Regions from separate parts of the Bombyx mori genome. Here region 2 is linked to region 1. A link is a contact called in public Hi-C data. All regions are on one chromosome and are shown on one strand. The core of a region is the stretch at or near the end of the contact, and the rest is flanking DNA. Distances in the headings are between cores, read along the strand shown.

Evidence for each region. A called contact is a pair of places that touch in the nucleus more often than the background predicts.
Region 2: a contact with region 1 is called in a Hi-C map of midgut, with 1.8 times the contacts expected there. The contact joins the promoter of LOC101738448 here to the enhancer-like site in region 1. A contact is called at or near these places in 2 of 7 Hi-C or Micro-C datasets (midgut and whole pupa).

What each region holds. Positions count from the first base shown.
Region 1 is chr15:5,121,448-5,126,137 of ASM3026992v2, reverse strand. It overlaps a transcript of Grf not described here. Among protein-coding and RNA genes, the nearest start is that of LOC101738448, 45 kb to the left of the region's middle. Within about 2 kb of position 3,002, at least 7 of the 8 cell types and tissues checked have open chromatin away from gene starts, as enhancers often do.
Region 2 is chr15:5,166,973-5,171,185 of ASM3026992v2, reverse strand. LOC101738448 reads right to left here and starts at 2,430. Exons shown (of 1, transcript XM_004928555.5): 1 at 1-2,430. The coding sequence starts at 1,290.

The DNA.
Region 1 (4,690 bases), core at 1,753-4,252:
TGTCTCATTGCTCCGTCTAATAAGAAATCGTCCCACTGTAATTACTTGGTAACTTTATTCAATATTAAGGCAACTCTATCTATTACTAGTTATTTGAGATAGCATGAAAAACGTGCCTTAGTATCAGCTATACTATTATCCCAATCCTCAATTGATTGACTCAAATAGCAAGAAAAAATACATTTGAACAACAGTTTCAAATATTATTTAGCGTGCCGTATCTAATTTATGTGTATATTTCTTATGCTTAAACGAGTGAAAGAGCTTATGAACCTGATACTAAGTGGTTTACAGATACTATAAATATTAACCACACAAATTCCGCCATCAATCATGAGTCATGTTTTTTTTTCTTAGATCAATGTACTCACAGCCCACCTGGTGTTAAGTGGTTACTGAAGCCCATAGACATCTACAACGTAAATGCGCCACCCACCTTGAGATATTAGTTCTAAGATCTCACTCAGTATAGTTACAACGGCTGCTCCACTCTTCAAACCGAAATGCATTACTGCTTCACGGCAGAAATAGGCGCGGTGGTGGTACCTACCCGTGCGGACGCACAGGACGTCCTGCCACCAGTAATTACGCAAATTATAATTTTTGTGAGTTTAATTTTTATTACACGATGTTATTCCTTCACCGTGGAAGTCAATTGTGAACATTTGTTAAGTAAGTTCTTAGTTTCAGTTCTATATATCGGACTCCTCACGTTTCAATACCGGAACGCATTATTGCTTTGCGGCAGGTATGGGGTGACGGTATCTCCCAAGTCGCCCCACCCCAGTACTAGCCAGCATAATAATATGTTTGTCTTCCAAGAAGCCTTTTATACCCGTCATTAAAGATGTGCTAAAGAAATACAAAAATAAAAATCAAGTCATCATGTGGCCGCGAAATCGTTAAAGCACCCGGAAAATTCCATTTTAAATCCGCGACGTCGTGTCGTGTCCGGAAAAACAACGGTTCATTGTGTAGATGACCGCGTCGATCAGTTTTCGCCTCGATTCATTAATGTTTTATACTTATTACTTATATGCTACGTTGACATCCATGTTAAAGTTACATTTATAATATCATGAAAATTTTACAACTGGCGTAAAGCAGATCTGAGATTTGTAAGATCAGGATATGAATTAGTGGGAGCCTGAAGGTGCTGTCGAATTACAAAATGAAAGATTTCCTAATGAGTGGATATTTTTTTCCTACCTAAGCTGAGAGTCTTGAGAGGTTATTTCAGCGTAACCTTAACTAGTAGGTGAGCTCACGGGGCTCAAACCTGACGACGTTGCTAACATGAACCCTAGCAAGAGCCGTGCTTCGCAGAATCTACTACCGGATCGGAAACGCGACCCACTGAGAAGATCCGGCGAGAAACTTAATGATTGGATCGGGAGGATCCGAAATGACGTGTTTGGGGCGACGTGGATTGCTTTCCATTCTGTCCGCAGGATCGGGAATGTAGTTACCGGCGGCCACGATGAGAGGGTTCTCGTGTCGTGCCGCTTTATCGAAGTGGTGAGTGGATATGCATGAACGTCAGCAACACATCAAAATCAATAAAAATGTAAATTGAAGATATTTTGCAAAAGTACTTTATTTATTAAATACACTAATTGCATATTTAAAATCATCAAGTGTAATAATTGATGGTGTATTACACAACTTAAACCAACCAGTTTTATTGGTTTAGAGGAATCTATATCGAATCGTAATTAATGATATGCGCTTGTTTACTTTAAGGGCCCATATTACGAGTGCAATTTCAAGTTCCGATTAGATGATGTTTTAAAGGAAGCTTACTAATCAATAGTACCAATTACTACTGGGTACTAATTAATGGCGTAAAAGGGGAAGTAGTGGTAGACTGTAACGGGAGTAGGAATTGTAATTTCAAAAATTAAAAACAAAGATGAAATTCTTTGTTGCTCTGGTGTCTCGGAATGTATTTTTTGATTCATCAACAAAATTAACAAACTTTACAATAATTTTACTCTCAAACGATTCTCAGAAAGATTAATACGTATTAAAATGTTTTAATAAATGTGCGTTCGCGCTTCAATATTTTTTTTATGAATCACTCGTTAATTTCGGCAAGGTTCATCAGAGTTTTTTTGTTTTGTTTATCTTGCCTTGCCATCGGCGCCGAGTCTGGCATTCCTTTTGCCTAATTTGCTTTGAAAGAATGATTTGTATGACCGCTTCATTGCATTAGCGTCAGTTAGCTCTGAAGCGTGCGCGCAGTCATTCATCCTCATTCACTCAGTTACAGATTGCTTTGCTCTTGTTAAACTTGATTAAATGGGCGTTCGAGTATCCGCGGTAATGTGCTCGTAATTTATAATTCTTAACGTCGCTTAACGATTTAGTGGAGACAGTTCCGGTTATGGTAATGCTGCATTTTTTAAATCAAGTGACCGAAAAACTTATTTTTATGACTTTAAGAGCATAAATTAGATTAATTCTTAATTTGAATAATAACAGAATGATTAACATTCATTTTCTTCCCACTTTTGACAAATTTAAATTTAGAATTTTCGTATAAGTACCATGGATAAAAATAAACTACGATAAGCAAGTATTGAACGAGAATTTCGATAAAGCGCAGCGGAAAACGGAAGCGCGTTGTGGAGGTCATTGAACCTAGACTCGAGTCAATGTCAGCAGCGGTTCAGGTCCAAGATTCGGCAAGAATAAGGGTGCGTACTTGGCAGTCGGGGTAGCAGGGTGCAACTGTCGCGGGGTAACGACCGAGCCGGGGTCGTCGGCCGCCGCCACGCGGCCGAGCGACCTGCCCATCCGATTGATCGGAGCGGGACGGCACTAACTCGTACCCTCATGATTTAACTACCCTTGAACATAATAGAGGAAATAGCACTTTATTCCGTAAAAGATACGGTCTGATTCAGTTTGGCGGTATCGGGGGAGTTAGGCTTTAAACATGAATTTAGTCAGGGAACCGAACGCCGCACACAGGCGTGCAATGGGAAGTAGTTTTGCTCAAAATATTGATTTTTCCGCGGGCACTGCGGCCGCGTGGCTTGCGTGTGTGTGCGTACTGGCGCGAGTGCGTGTGCGTGCACGTCTATTTTGGGCAGAGCACGTGGTTCGTAGTTGTTGCTTGTTGACATACTATTTTATTTTTATCCGCGGCTCGATCACTTAATTGCATTACATCATTGGTTTAAGTTTACCGAATTGCGATAATCATGTTGGTATGGTTTATTTTTATGTTTGAGAGCATAGCCATAAAAAATCAGTTAATTAAAACTTGTCTCAATGAAGACCAAAGGAATGCTGAGACTTTATTGCTTGCCGTGTTTGATGATGTTGATAGATTTAAAGTTATTTTTTTAACTTTGTATGGCGTAATACAACGTCTTGTAGGAATACAGTTTTCCCCCCAAAACGTGTCGTAAATTATCATGAGTAAATGTAAAGGGAAAATACATGAAATTTTAATTAATGTCATTACGAGATGTAAGGTTTTTTTATGTTTCACTTATCCCAATAAAATCGATCGGAAATCATTATCGCATGTATTTTGCAAACAAAGGGGAGATTTGCTCAAAAAAACGTTTCTCTATATTTCCTGGTATCACTAATACCTATTCATACTCGTAACTATGAGTATCGACGCACACAGAAGTCCTCGGTGTTTACGCACACAACCACATCACTTTACCCTTGATTTTGCCAGCTCAAGGTCTCTACCCTCGCGGTCTACTCGCTCGCACTCATCCATTGCCACATAAGTTTATCCTTGTTCGATGTTCGGACGCTTCCGAATTTTGCCGACCGGGAGTCGAGGTCGACGACCTCCGGGGACGCGTATTGGTAAATAAACATTGGTATTATATAACTTATCGAATGTTTTGATTGCACGTTTTGTCGATAGCGTAACTATTATATGGCCAATGCCACTGTCAGGAAATAATAGCTTACGATAAATAGTTTTCGAGGTAGATATTTTGAAAAACATTATGTACTAAATACTATTCCTATTCAAATTGGAAAAAACTTAACTGATAGACGATAATGAAAACATTATAATGTTTGTAATGCACAACACAACAATAATAAAACACATTCATAACATACCAATTTTTTTTAGTGTGTTTCTTAATAAACTCCTAATGTAAAGTGGTGGCTGTCATCCACAAACACAGCCCAATGAGTTTCGCGCCGGATCTTCTCAGTGGATCGCATTTCCGATCCGATGGTAGATTCTGCGAAGCACTGCTCTTGCTAGGGCTCCGGTTTGAGCCCGAGAGCTCACCTAAACGATAGGGTAACGCTGGTATAGCCTCTCAAGGCTATCAGCACAGGTAGGAAAAATAGAAACTGAGAAAAAAAAACCACAGTAGACCTTAAGACGAAGGCACTAATAGCCTATAAGCCGAACAGTTGTATTGTCTCGTTACGACCCTGTGCTGGTATCCAAACAGACACAGAACGCTCATTCAGTATTCAAGTTAGTAGATGGGGGATAAGTTGAAGAAAAATGAGCATTGCTCTAACTAAAGGATGATAACTTCTAATAGAAGACAAGTGGTCAGTTTACCTTCTGTAGAAGTTGGTTTTTGTGCAGGCGTTATTCTTTATATCGAGGGGGGGAAGGCTATTTGGCTTAAGCGACATTTAATCTTTGTAATTAAAGGTACGTTTTATTTATAAATAGTATTAGCAT
Region 2 (4,213 bases), core at 1,181-3,680, 46 kb before region 1:
TTCGAAAAATGGTAATTCTTCAGGTAGAAAAGCTCCCTCGTTACCATAATCATAGTGATGACCGCAATAGCATTTTGTTCTTTTTACATATTGGATCACTGTATCGTGCCATTTCTTAACGCAATCGCAAGGATCAGGTTTCGGTGGTGGTGGTCGCCCGCGGAAACCACAATGTATGTTGACGCATTGACCGCCCATGTATTTGTGTCCACCGTGAATGAGATCCCCTGTTGGAGGCAGCACGGAAACTGTACTAATCACAAAAACTGATTTTCCACGTATGTAACAAACCCCGCTGATCACGTATTGTGTGTTCCACATGCCTGTAGATGGCGCTACGGGTTTTCTTCTTCGGCCACCTTTTCTTTTACCAACCCCACTCATGCCATAGGTCTTTTTAACTTCAGTAACAGATAGTTTTGAGCCCCGAAGCTTACGATGACTAGTACGAGCGACTGTTTTCAAACTGACTGCCGTCACGGATGTGTGAGGCTCAATTCTCATGATTCCAGCAATTTTGTCACAAAACGATCGCGCTAGCCTTTTTTTTGGTGGTGGTGGTGGCGGCGGAGGGGGAGGTAGCTTAGGCACCGGTGGCTCTTCTTCGTAAGGCTCATTGAGATCATTTAAGTTAGGCAAAGGAGGTGGACGCTTCGGCTTCCTTTTAGGAGGCTCATAAAGAACAGCTATCATTTTTTGAAGATACGGTGATTTCAATGGAGGTTCGATTTTAGCCTTCGGCTTATTGACCGGTTTTTTATGACTTGGATCAGGTTTGAATCTTTCACGGAGCAATTGTATGAGGTTATCTAGACCTAAATATAGTATACCAGACAACATGAGCCGGGCATTCAGATTGTAGACAGCTCGTTTCCCATCGATAGGATGGCCGTAAGTCATAAGGAATAGTTGTGCTAGCATCTCTTTTGGATCATTCCGCCCTAAATATACACAGTTCATTAAGTTTATAATGTTTGGACGTGGGTATAAACCTAGCTCTTTCATGACTCTAGCCGTTCTTATGGGACGGCCTTCTAAAATGTCCTGATAAATTGAAAACTCTAAAGTATCTAGAGCACTTCTCTGCGGAACGCTCAAAACCTGATACCAAATTGGTCCAATTGAATCTCTAACTTTCTTGAGCATACGCTTGTCATTCTTTTGTCTTATTTCTTTAAGCTCTTGCATGAATACTTGTCTTTCCTTAGTTTTCCGTGCGTAGATGATCTGGAGCCGCCGGTGGGCGCGTTCCTCATGACTTGTGTCAGGTCCATAGTTTTGATGTACCATTCTCTCGACTGTATTTGGCAATAACGAATAGTAGGAATAAAGAAATAAATAGAAATACTCTTGATAAAACCACAATTTAGAAAAAAATATGCGTAGCAGCCATATTTTGACAATTATGACGTTTTTTTAATGCCACTGACACCTATCATTTCACTATGGCTTCAAGAAATATGAACAAGTGTCTATAAATCTGGCACCAGTCATATCTGCCGTGCAGGCATTTCTAATCAGAAAGAGATCTTCTGTGGAAACGTGACTTTAAAAAATTCGTATCAATACGAACGTGATTTCTATAAATTTTAAATGAGTAACGGTGTCTGAAAATTTCAAAATATTTATTAGCTTCCATCGTGCAGGGTGACGCAGGTCGGCGCGATCAGCTGTGTGAAACTCGGCCGGTCGTAGACCCACGTTTTGGGTTGAACGCCCTCGGTCATCCATCACCTGAATAATTCTACTCATTCATACTCGACGGCGAATCTATCTTAATATTTAACATCTCATGCATTGTTCCGGAAACAATCAATCAAGTGAATCTACCACAAATGTGGATGCAAAACCGATTGACAGCAATGAATTCGTAGCTACTTCCAATTGTTGAATTCCGCTGGTCTAACCTCTACTGATTCTGGTATGAATTTTATTTTATCAAAATCGAGGTAATGAATGGCTAACCGTAATCATATGAATTAGATCTAAGTATCATTCAAAATGATTATAAGTCGACAGCAAACTAGTGTTACCTACTTGTTTTATTTATTTATTGAGACAATTTTAATAAAGATTTATAACGAAGTGTCAGTTTTACTATACCGATGGCATGTCATTAACGTTAATGAACTTCAATTCTGTTAATCGCTTTAGTATGACTAGTTCCAGTAGCATTAATTCAAGCAATCTCACTGTTTGTAGTGCATCAGCCCGCTGAGTTTCTCGCCGGATCTTCTCAGCGGGTCGCGATTCCGATCCGGTAGTAGATTCATTCGCGAAGCAATTGCTCTTGAGTTGCTAGGTCTCCTTCGGAGGCGCTCGGGCAGTTGTTAGCAAATCCCACCCCTCCTAGCTGAGCCTTTGCTCGCCCACCTGTCCTGGTGAAACTGGAAAGGCCTTCGGGCCACCAGTAATCTTTCAATCACAAAAAAAAAGTTCTAACAAAATAAATTCACTGCCAACTCTCTTTTCAACATCTATGCCTTCGTCTAGTTTATTTTTAAATTGTGAATTTCATTATAATTGTGTCTATTTACATGCAAATATTTCCAAGTGACTTTCTTTTCATTAACAACAAACGTGAGATGCTATCTATCGGACGTTGGCGTTAGCTTAGACGCATACAGCAAGAATTTCTGTATTAATTACAAAGAAAAAAAAAAAAAAAAAAAAATACAACTCTGTACCTTTTTTTATCTCTACTTGTCAATTATTTATTTTTGTCAAGTCATTATATTATTTATTATCATTAAATTCGGACTCTATGCAGATTCTAGTACTATTCGAGTACTATTGGAAAATCTATAATTATCATGAAATTGTGGGTTGATATGAAGATATGAAGTTAATTAAATCGTATAGTTAGCCATAACAGTTTTGAATTTGGGCTTATCATAGTTCGACGTTTACTCGTAGGATGTTTTTTTTACGTTTAAATTTTATTTGTAACACTTTAAACAAATGTGTAACGTATTCAACAACTAAGCGTTCTGTACGTAAAATGTTCTGCGGCTATGCGCCAGGACCGAGTCTAGGCGCTCATGAACGTTCACTTTCCACGTGCCAGGAAGTATCCGAAGGCACTTTCACTCCATTCAAGACCAGGTCGCTGTTCCGCCAGAGCTGTAGCTATTCTAAACAATAACCAGGCGCCATTGTCTTTGTTCTCGGCTTCCAATGATATTACGGCTGATGTCAAATCTGTCGTTCTTTAAGCTGTTTTTTAACGCGAACGCGAGTAAGCTTACGTAAGTTACGTAAATTTCCTCGGTTTTTCCGAATCTTATACGTAATTAAAACTGGTTTTTACGTTTTAATCTCGCGTTTATTATTTGCAGCTTTAAAAAAATTGAATTGAATTTAACGATAAAAAAATTGAAAATAAATATAAAGGTAGGTACTTAATGTACTTATGAATAAAATTAAATGCATTTTTATTGATCGATCAACTGATTAAAATTCGGATGAATAACACTAACTTAATTTTTTTGTTGAGAATTGAAAAGGTTTTTATTGAATAATCGGTTCAGCTAATCGATTTACATATTTTTTTGCTGCCAATTTTAAAATACACTAGAACAAATATTAAGTCCCATTGTAATATCGATATCACCTATAAATCGTGTTAAAGAATTAAATATCTTCATATTTAGCTGAAAACCTATTTATTACGTCTTAAATTAGATTAATAATAGACAAACTATTCCTTCTGATTCATCTTCCAATAGATCCACAGCTAAGCACTATCCGAACATAATTGATTTATGTTAAGTATCGTTCGTTTATTTTTAAAAACATCTTACCTTCGGGGACTATAAAAGATTTCAGCCGCTAGTCCTCGGGAGGTCGTTGACCGTGCTCTTATCTCGGGCATGTGTGCGCACGTGTTTGTGTACGGTGCGCCCGAGTTTGTGCTTTGTTTTGTGAATTGCGATATTATGCAACGCTTATGAAGCGGATAACGTTATCGAAATGTTCATCTACACCATGCTCGTATAGAATTTGTTATTTTCGTTCGCTTTTTGAATGCGACGCGTGTTGTCTTATACTAGGGCCAGCGTTAGAAATCTGATTCGTGTGAAGCCGGAATAGCCCCTTAGGCTATGAACGATTAGGTAGGAAAACATAACGCATGTCGTCAGGTTCGCGTGTCGGTTCCTGATCAATTCAAATTTCATTTAAAAGACGAGCCGGTCACCGTCCTCGTCGAACC